3 separate regions of the Sus scrofa genome follow, and regions 2 and 3 are each linked to region 1. A link is a contact called in public Hi-C and HiChIP or PLAC-seq data. All regions are on one chromosome and are shown on one strand. Each heading gives the region's core, a stretch centred on a gene start, on an enhancer-like site or on the middle of the called end of the contact. The rest is flanking DNA. Distances are from core to core; before and after follow the strand shown. Region 1 holds the start of FAT4 (protocadherin Fat 4). Region 2 has its middle 850 kb from the start of FAT4. Region 3 has its middle 690 kb from the start of FAT4.

The links. Hi-C and Micro-C count contacts between places; a contact is called where the count stands out from the background. HiChIP or PLAC-seq counts read pairs in DNA pulled down with a chosen protein or histone mark.
Region 2: a Hi-C map of skeletal muscle shows a contact between it and region 1, with 10 times the contacts expected there. The contact joins the enhancer-like site here to the promoter of FAT4 in region 1. A contact is called at or near these places in 9 of 47 Hi-C or Micro-C datasets (embryonic fibroblasts, epiblast stem cells, liver and 5 more) and 1 of 2 datasets of contacts at active chromatin or transcription factors (skeletal muscle).
Region 3: an H3K27ac HiChIP or PLAC-seq map of skeletal muscle shows a contact between it and region 1, with 6 times the contacts expected there. The contact joins the enhancer-like site here to the promoter of FAT4 in region 1. A contact is called at or near these places in 5 of 47 Hi-C or Micro-C datasets (embryonic fibroblasts, fetal heart ventricle, retroperitoneal adipose tissue and 2 more) and 1 of 2 datasets of contacts at active chromatin or transcription factors (skeletal muscle).

What each region holds. Positions count from the first base shown.
Region 1 is chr8:99,310,411-99,313,591 of Sscrofa11.1, forward strand. FAT4 (protocadherin Fat 4) reads right to left here and starts at 1,721. Exons shown (of 22, transcript XM_021101611.1): 1 at 1-1,721. The coding sequence starts at 109. The region is part of intron 1 of LOC106504728 (a long non-coding RNA gene); the gene reads left to right.
Region 2 is chr8:98,464,145-98,467,325 of Sscrofa11.1, forward strand. No RefSeq gene overlaps it. Among named protein-coding and RNA genes, the nearest start is that of FAT4, 850 kb to the right of the region's middle. Within about 2 kb of position 1,752, at least 11 of the 83 cell types and tissues checked have an H3K27ac peak or open chromatin away from gene starts, as enhancers often do. A contact at or near this core is called in retroperitoneal adipose tissue and skeletal muscle, where this site is marked.
Region 3 is chr8:98,620,292-98,623,472 of Sscrofa11.1, forward strand. No RefSeq gene overlaps it. Among named protein-coding and RNA genes, the nearest start is that of FAT4, 690 kb to the right of the region's middle. Within about 2 kb of position 1,685, at least 8 of the 83 cell types and tissues checked have an H3K27ac peak or open chromatin away from gene starts, as enhancers often do. A contact at or near this core is called in skeletal muscle, where this site is marked.

The DNA.
Region 1 (3,181 bases), core at 471-2,970:
ACCCTGGGAGCAGTGACAGCAGCCAAAAGACGCGAAGGAGCTGAAATAATGATAAAGTGGGCAGCGGGAGCCACGGGCGGCCAGGAGCCCTGTCTGCTGCCAAGTCCATGTTCCTGGCTCCCTGGAACAGTGTGATATAGAGAAGGAAGAGGTGAGGCAAAAAAGTGATGACGATGACGGGGATTAAGTAGCCCCAGCAAACATGCAGCCGATGGCTTGGAGAGCTCTGCTATTTCAAAGAATCTCCTGCCCAACAGAAGCAAGTCGCATCAGCAAAAGGATCAAGGTAGCCATTTGGATGCTTAGTGCGAGAGAGATGCCTTGGGGGAAAGCGGCAGGCATTCCTCGGACACTCCTGTGCGTTGATGAGTTCCCAGAAAAGTTTCTCAAACCTTCTCTATTTTCCCCCTTCACTTTGTTTTCGAATCCGGGAGAGTCAGCGTTTTCGCCCAGGTGGATGTGAGTTGGGAGAGATTGAGGTTAATGAGGAATGAAGTTGCAAACAATTGTCCTCAGAAACTTTAGAACTTACCACAGCGAAGAAACTGAAGAGGGAAGGACAAACGTCCGTAGCGGTGTGTGGAAAGAACAATTGCTCACGGGGGAGGGGTCGATGAGGAGCCGGGAGATTCTCGAATTCCTTTCCCAAAATCTGGAGACGAGGGATTTCCTCGAATCCCCTCTCCTCAAGAACAAGGCTGCAACGCCCCTCCAACAGGGCTGCAGAAGTGGCCGCTGAGGCCCAGGCTTCGGGGTCTGAGCGCGGGCAGCTAGAAAACTGCCTTCCAAGCGCTCACAGCGGCGCTGGGGCTCCGGTATCCCGGAGCGCTCAGCTCTGTCCCTTCTCCTCCAGCCGGCGCCGCCGCCCCTGCTGCGGCTTCGAGCCCGTAGTCAGGCGCAGGCAAAATCCAGCGCTATTCGGCATTTTTAATTTTTTTTACCTCTGCCAGGACGCCTGCCGACCCATTATTTGTACATCCAAATCGAGCGCAGGTCCCTCTTTCTTCTCGGCCTCGCCAGGGTCGGACAGGAGCAGCGCTCTGTCCCCGAGTCCCCTCCCCTAACCATGCCAGGGGGATCCTTCTCCGGCGGCCCCAGTCAGAAGCCCTCTCTAGTGCGCCTCGCCCCTGACCTCGTGCCCTTTCCCTTTATTGTCCTGTGTCAGTTTCACTTTGTAATCCACAAGGCTTTTTGTTTGGGGCGGGGGTGGTGGTTGGTCCCCCTTTCTCCTTCACCCGTGGCTGTGTAGGCGGGGAAATCCGCTCTGGGCTGTGGCAGCGCCCGCAGCAGCTTCGGACGGCGGCTGTCAGCGCTCTCCCTCTTGCCTGCCCCGGCTGAAGCTAGTACCGCTGTGGAGCTGGAGCTCCTTGAGCCCCTCTCAACCTCCGGCTGGTCCCCCACACTCTCCCCGCCCCTTCCCCGCCGCACGCGCGCGCGCAGACACACACACGCACACACACACACACACACAGCGCGTCGCCGAAACACAAACAGAGGGGGAGGGAAGACCGCGAGCTAGAGCAAGACACAGAAACTTTGCTCGCCACTCATTGATCCCCGCACTTTAGTTCGCCGGACTCCCCCTAACTCCGGGTGCTGTCACCTACTGCCCCTCCCTCGCCCCATCCCCATTGGGCCGGAGCTAAAGCAGCCCCGCCTGGCACTCCTACCGCCAGCGCTCTCGGACTTTTTCGGCCTCCGACTGGCTTCTCCGGATGCTAATCACTCCAGCCTCCTGGAGGACTGTAGGCTGTCGGGTGTGGGAGATCTGCGAGTAGGAGGCGCTGGGAAGGGGGGTGATTTTTTCTTTTTCTTTTTTTTTTTTTTTTTTTTTTTTTTTTTTTTTTTTGGTCAAATCTTGGCCGGCGTTACAGCAATAACAGCAAAAGGCTGCCGCAGAATAGATGGGGGTGGGGTCAGGTTTGCAGATAAATAACTTTAGTGGCGGGGTCTGGGAGAAGACCGTTAGATTGTTATGCTAGTAATAACTCAGGGGTAAGGGGGTCGAGAGAAATAAAAGAAAGGCGGGGGGTGAGGGTCTGTTAGAGCGGGAGGAAGGATTAAGCAAAGCCTGTCTGGGAATGCAAAGCGCAGATTTGCTTTAACCGTTTCCTGCCCCTTCTCTTGCGATGGGAGAGGAGGGAGCTGCTCTACAATACAACCCGACAGAATCCAAACCAAATCTTCCTCATGCCTCCTCTGTCTACAGAGCGAGCTAACTGCAGCCCAGGTTGAGATCAACCCTGAACCTGTCCCCATTTGTCCCTCCCCCACTGTCAGGTGACTAGGACACCAAGGCCTAGGTACTGACTGCACTTTGGATTTCCTGTAGGAAAAGCCAAGGGAACTCTGTTTGTTTTGTTTCCCTTCCCAAATGGATCCCAGGTGCCAGTAGCCAAACCTTAGAGTTTCAACAATAACAATGGTAGCCCATTGGAAAGATGGAGATCTTTTCCTATTGCAAAGTTTGGAATTTTGATCTCTGTTGGAGTATTTCCTCCCAGACATTTTATAACCAATGGAATCCTGATGAAGTTTTGTTTCTTTTTGTTTTGTTTTTTTTGTTTGTTTTTTGTTTTTGTCTTGAGAAAGGGTATATATGAGAAAAATAGAAATGAATAGAGTGAAATATTAAAAATAGCCACTTGCCATGCAAGGCACTCAGATTAATTTCCCTGATATTTACTGAAGCTAATCTTTGTGGTACAATTCGGCTCTTCAAAGAAAGAAAAAAGTGACTAGAAATCAGGTATTATTTATCCTTTAAGGGAAACCATTTAGAAAATAAGAATTTAAGGCAAGTAATGTAAATATAGGGCGTGTGTTTTACTTTTCGCCACAATGACCCCTCCAAGTTTAAAACTTTTCTGATACCAGAGATGATTCAGCGATGAGTAAATACTGCCCTCTGCTGTTTTCCATCAATCTTACAGCTTTTTAGTTGTCCACTTTCTTGCTTAAAATTAAATGCAGAGACTAGAAGGATCTGGTTACAAGGATAATTCCTCCTTCTTGCCCAGGGATAGTAGCAAAGGTAGAAAAGGTCTTTAGGAGTCTCCTATTACCCTTCTTTCCTTACAGTAAAAAAAAATAATAATAATTAATTAAGCAATAGTGATAGGGCTAGAGTAGGCACAGGTGGTTATAGAAATCCTAATAGGGGATCATAGATAAAGAGGGA
Region 2 (3,181 bases), core at 502-3,001, 850 kb before region 1:
CATAAAACTATAAATATTTTAGAAAAATATGTAAGAGCAAAATTTCAATATGAGGCTAAGCAAAGAGTTCTTAAACTAGATACAAAAAGTACAGTCCATAAAAGGGAATACGGATAGACTGGGCTATGTCAAAATTAAGAATTTTGGCTTTGCAAAAGACTCTATTGAGAACATGATAAGACAAGTTACTAACTGGGAGAAAATATTTTCAAACCTCATATTAGACTAAGGACTAGTTTCTAGACTACATAAAGAACTTTAAAAATTCAACTAAAAAAAAAACTACTTAAAAACGGGTTAAAAGGCATAAATTCAATTTCAGTGTGGAGGCTATATACATTGCAAATAAACATAGGAAATGATGTTCAACTTTATTATCCATTTGGTAAATGCAAATTAAAGCCGCCATGAGATATTGGTACATGCCTACTGCAAAGACTAAAATAAAAGAGGGAGACAACAATACATGTTGGTGATATTGCAGAGGAACTGGATCAGACATACATTGCTGGTAGAATGTAAAATGGCATAGCCTATCCTGAAAATAGTTTATTTTATTAAACAAAACATGCAATGACCATATGATCCAGCAATTTTGCTCTTTGCCTTTACTCCAAGAATTGAAAACTTATGTTCACACAAAAACTTGGATGTGAATGTTCATAGTATCTTCCTCTGTAATAGCCAAAAAGTGAAAACAATCCAGATATTATACAAGAGGAGGACTGATGACCTCTCAACTGGGAGATTCTAAATTTTAAAATTTCCCTGAGACTAAAATGTACTTTTAGTTATAAAAGGTATAAAAATACATGAATGATGAAAATAACCTTTTTCAAGCAATTTAGGATTTGGAATCACTGAGCAATGTGATTTTTGTCTCATCATATAACTAATGAAAAGGAAGCCATGCTGCCCTTAATTGTCAGTATCCTCATTGACATCTGTACTTTAGAAATGGTGTTCACTTTGCTTTTAATATTATTTCAGTAAGGTAAACTTAACTTTGATTCCCCTGCTAGCAAAATCACAATGAGATTACAGCGTACATGAATGCCTGGAGTGTAAATACCTTTCTGACTATTTAGGGAACACCACAGTGAGCCAGTCTTGGTGGGAAAATGTTGTGCCTTTCTGAAATGGAAATTATTAGTTGTAATGTTCTGACCCCCCCAATTTGTCCCACCCAGGGTTCGCTCATATTAATTCATTTATCTGTTACATGGCATTTATTTATTGTTTACTGTAAACTAGGCACTCTTTTAGATTGAGGGATGTTATCAGTGAGAAAAACAAAGCCTTGCATCATGAAGGTTTGTCCCAACAGATGGAGGCAGACAATGTATAAAATAAATAAGTATATTATACAGTATATGCTGTGGAGAAAAATACAGCAAGGCAAGGGGATGGAAAATGTGATGAGAAAAAAAGTTTGCATTTTAAAAAGCTCTTGGGAGAAGAACTCACCTAGAAAGTGCCATTTGAAACAGAACTGAACTGCACTGAAGACAGGCTCTGCGAGTTTGCAGGAAGTGTTATATTTGACTTACCAAAAGCTGTGACAGGAAAGGAAGGCCTTTTTCATGTCTGCTAAGTATTGGAAACTGTCACTGAGCCAGCTAGGGCAGACCCATGAAAGCCAAGATCAGGAGTCCAAATGGAATGACCTTGAAGACAGTGAATGTCTGGCAGGCACAGACCCAAACCCAGGAGGTTAGAAAACACAGATATTGTAACTCCAGAGAGAGATGACGTGCACCAAGTCTAATGACTCCGTGGCAACAGGAAAGGAGCAAACAGGGCGGAAAATCCAAGTGCACAGTCTGAGGTCATCAGCAAGATTTCCAAATAGAGTGGGAAGAAATAGAAAACAAAGACCAAATAGACAGAGCAATTTAAGTGCCAGGGATTCAAACTAAGTTGAGACTGAGTGGCAGGAGGTCAAGCCCAAAGAAGTAGGCATATGTCAGTACACAGTTACAGACAGGAAGCAAGTTTCTATAAAGTCAGACAGGTCCACCAGAAAAGCACAATAGAGTTCTTAACAAAGAGCTGAGATAGTGATCAGCTGCTCTGCCCCTCATATTCAATATGGGTGTGTGTGTGTGTTGGGTGGATTAAAGAAGAGCAAATTAAAGCTCTCAACTCTGTAGAAGAACTATAGATTCTTGTTTTAGCAGGAAGATTGACTTGATACTGAGTCAAAATAGGAGTACATTCTACCTTTGATTTATTGTTGTTATGTCAATTTCTTATTTTTATGCCTGTTTGAAAAGTATTTTTATTCCACTCTCTAATCACAAAATATGTGAAATTTAAGACATACAGAAAGTAAAATATATGGCAGAAGATTTCCATACATTTTCTTTACTACTGTTGTATACAAACTCAGTATTCCACAGAAAGTATAATACAGAACCCAAGTCCCAAGAGATACAAAGAGATGTTATATAAAAATGAGTCTAGTAGCAAAATACATTTGGGAAATGTTGAGTTAAACAAGTAATTTTTCTGCTGGATTTTAACTTTAAGAACTATGAAATAATAAACAATGCATGTTAAAAATATATATTTTTATAATAAATTTCATTCAAAAATAGACTTCATGTTTAAAGCAGTTTTAGTTTCATAGCAAAATTAAGTGAAAATCAAATAGAGTCCCACATATTCCCTACTCCTACATATTAATAGTGTTCTGTACTATCAGGATCACACCCTGCAGTGCTACATTTATTACAATCAAGGAACCTATATTGACATATCATAATCAACCAAAGCCCATAGTTTATATTAAAGTTCATTCTACGTGTTTTACTTTCTATGGGTTTTGACAAATGTGTAATGACATGTATCCACCATTATGGTATCATATGGGTTAGTTTCACAGCCTTCCGATCTCTGTCCTCTGCTTATTCATACTTCCCTGTGCCTCCCAAAACCCCTTCCACCTCTAGAAATCACTGAATCTTCTACTGTCTTCAGTTTTGGCTTTTCCTGATGCTGTGTAGTAGGAATCATACAGAAATTAGCTTTTTCAGATTGCCTTCTTTTACTCAGCATTTAGGATTCCTCCATGTCTTTTTATGATATAATAGCTCATTTGTTTTTAGCACTGAATAATATTTTATTGTCTGGATGTACCACAGTTTATTCATTCACCTATGGAAGAACATCTTGGTTC
Region 3 (3,181 bases), core at 435-2,934, 690 kb before region 1:
TTATTTAACTTGTGCTTTAAATTTTACCTATAGCCCTTTAAACCGTCCTATGGTATTGATTTAATTAAAATAATTCTGTTAGTTGAATACATATATCTTCATAAGGACTGAATAATGTTTTACCCTAATTCTTCATTACATACATATCAAAAGTTTTATTGCCCAAAGGTTTCATGACCTTTCACAAATGTGATGGAAAAGCCTTTAATAGAGGAATTTAAGTTTTAGAGGTTATGTTGACAATATCTATACATTGTAAACCAAAACCAAAACAAAATAGTCTAATTAAATGTTTAAATATTATATTCCTATATTATATAAATGTGAATACTTTTATATATAAATATATATTATAGCATTTAATTTTTATGCTGTTCATATTTATTGGAGCAGAAATCTTGTTTTAATTTCAAAATACTCTCTAGGTTGAATATATTAAAGGTAGACAAATAAAAGAAGCCGAAGTTTAAATTTTAAATAGCAAAGTACATAAGTCTCGGTATAAGTGTATATGTGGAGTATTAATTGCTAGCAAAATGCTATATATGAGTAACATATTACTGAGTTTTTACTTTTTGTGTTATCTTTTATGTTTACATTTGTAGTGTTACAGTTGAAGTCCTGGAGATATTTGCCTTTAATTTCCTGTTTAGATTTCCACTTTCACCTCAAATTATTTACTAGACATTAATCTTCAAGGGGAAAACATTCCTCATGTTTTAAAGATTTCTTTGGCATAGTGTTTGGATTTTTAACTACCCAAACTGTTTTTTGGCTACATTAATGATCTATTTTATCCAAAAGTAATATTCAAAATATCAAACAACTAGTCTGTCCTGAAAACATATCACTCATCCAATCAGGAAAGAAACTGTTTCTGCAACCACTATGGCCTTTCTGTGTGAATGTGCTCAAAAGCAGGCCTGATTCTAAACCCATGAGATAATATGAGGTTAGAATAATAGAATAAATGATAATAATAGAATAAAGAGAGATAGACAGTGACATTACATATGGAAGAAGGCCGAAAGTAATGATCTCATCTTTTACTTTTTTAAATATAATTTTTGCAAATAAAATATTAAGAAATGAAACATCAATTTTGCAGCTAACAGATACACTATATTCTGTTGCAATTTCTATTTTTAAGCTTTTTTTTTTTTTTCTTTTTTAAGGGCCGCACCAGCAGCAAATGGAGGTTCCCAGGCTAGGGGTCTAATCAGAGCTACAGTTGCAGTCTGCACCTCAGCCACAGCAACACCAGATCTGAGCCACGTCTGCGACCTACACCACAACTCCAGGCAATGCCAGATCCTTAATCCATTGAGTGAGGCCAGGATAGAATCCGCAACCTTATGGTTTCTAGTTGGATTCATTTCTGCTACGCCATGATGGGAACTCCACAATTTCTATTTTTGATATATATTAATTTATTTACCTTTGGCTAGTGGAACACTATCATAAAAATAGTCATCTTTTAGAATGCAGTTAAAAGTACATTTAAAGCTCGATTAAAAGTCTTCCAACATTAATTAAGCAGTAATAACAGGCAACCTGCAGACACAAGAGCTGTTAATGCCGTCATGAAAACAAACTTCCAACAACTATCCACTAGAGAGCATGAGCCGGATCGCAGATTGTTTATTGTCAAAGACTTGACTGGCTAATAAACGCTGGCAATAGCTTGAGTGCACTGGAATGCTGTGCAGCTGCTGCATTAGTCAGACTTTCCCTTTTCTGAATGCTCTAATCCCTTCAATATTGCATTAAATATGTTTTCAATATTTATCTGGATAAAAATGTGCTGAATGTTGCAACAGTTTAACTCTGACGTTTGTCACACAGGAAATCTGGAAATGGCAGAAGGTAACTGCATCTTTATTGTTAAAAACCTAATGCAATTCGTTTCTCTCACACTATATGAGAGCAGTCAGTAAGACTTTGTGATCATGCTGAGGCAGGCAAATGCCAGCAGTGTCACAGCCAAACATGAAGACTTAGTGTTTGGCTGAACTGACTTTACTGACCCCTTGCCATCCACGAAAATCTGGATGTTCGAGCAGCCCCCATGACTGAACGTCATACAGCAGAATATAATAAATGGCTTTGGGCCTTGTTATATTTTATGCAGTCCAAATCCTTGACAAGCCAGAAGTAGAAATCATTTATTACCATGGCAGATAATTTTATTAGGTTTCCTATATGATTATCCAAACTATTGTTAGCTAATCTATTGGATGGTATATAAGGAAAGTCACTGTACTTGGAATTAAGATGTTTGAATTGTATCCCACCTTTGGCACTAAATTGTAATAAACCCTTGTGTCCCTCACACTCTTTCTCAGACTCAGTTTCATCTACAAAATGACCAGAGTGGGTGTGGTAGCTCGTATCTCTAAAATAACTCATTTCTAGGGCTATTTTTATTTAAAACACCCACATAGCCATAAAAATATTTAAATAACCAATAAAATCATATAATTATAAGTAATAATAACAATGCCACTATTAAAATGTAATATTTACATTTTGAAGCTAAATATTGAAATTATAAGACCACTTTGGAGAATGTATGACTTGAATCAGAGAAACTCATACTACACATTTTGCTAGGGTTGAATTTTCTTGCTGATGTGGCAGGATCCTCAGTTTCAGAAAAAAAAAAATCTAGGAGCTCCAACTGTGGTGCAGTGGGATTGGCAGCATCTCTGAAGCGCCAGGATGCGGGTTCCATTTCTGGCCCAGCACAGTGGGTTAAAGCATCGGTGTTGCTGTAGCTGTGACGTAGGTAGCAACTGTGGCTGGGATCTGATCGCTGGCCCCAGAACTCTGTATGCCCCAGGCTGGCCAAAAAAGAAAAAACAAAAAACAAAAATCTAAGCTTCTTCATTTGAATGTATAGAATTTTCAGTTGTCCAGAAGCATGAAACTGATATTAAGTAAAAATCTAGGAAGTAATCCAAATCTCTGAACTTTCAATAATATCACTTAATTTATTTCATTTAATATAGATAATTAAAATTCCTTGAGGGCAACAGAGGATGTAAATAAATATGTAAATGTTATTATTGGTCTGTCTTTTTACCTGTCATTTGGACTACCCTGTAAAATTTCTTCACATTGACCATGAAAGATGACCAAATCTGCCATGTTTCAAAGCAGTATTTGCAGAGAATAAAAA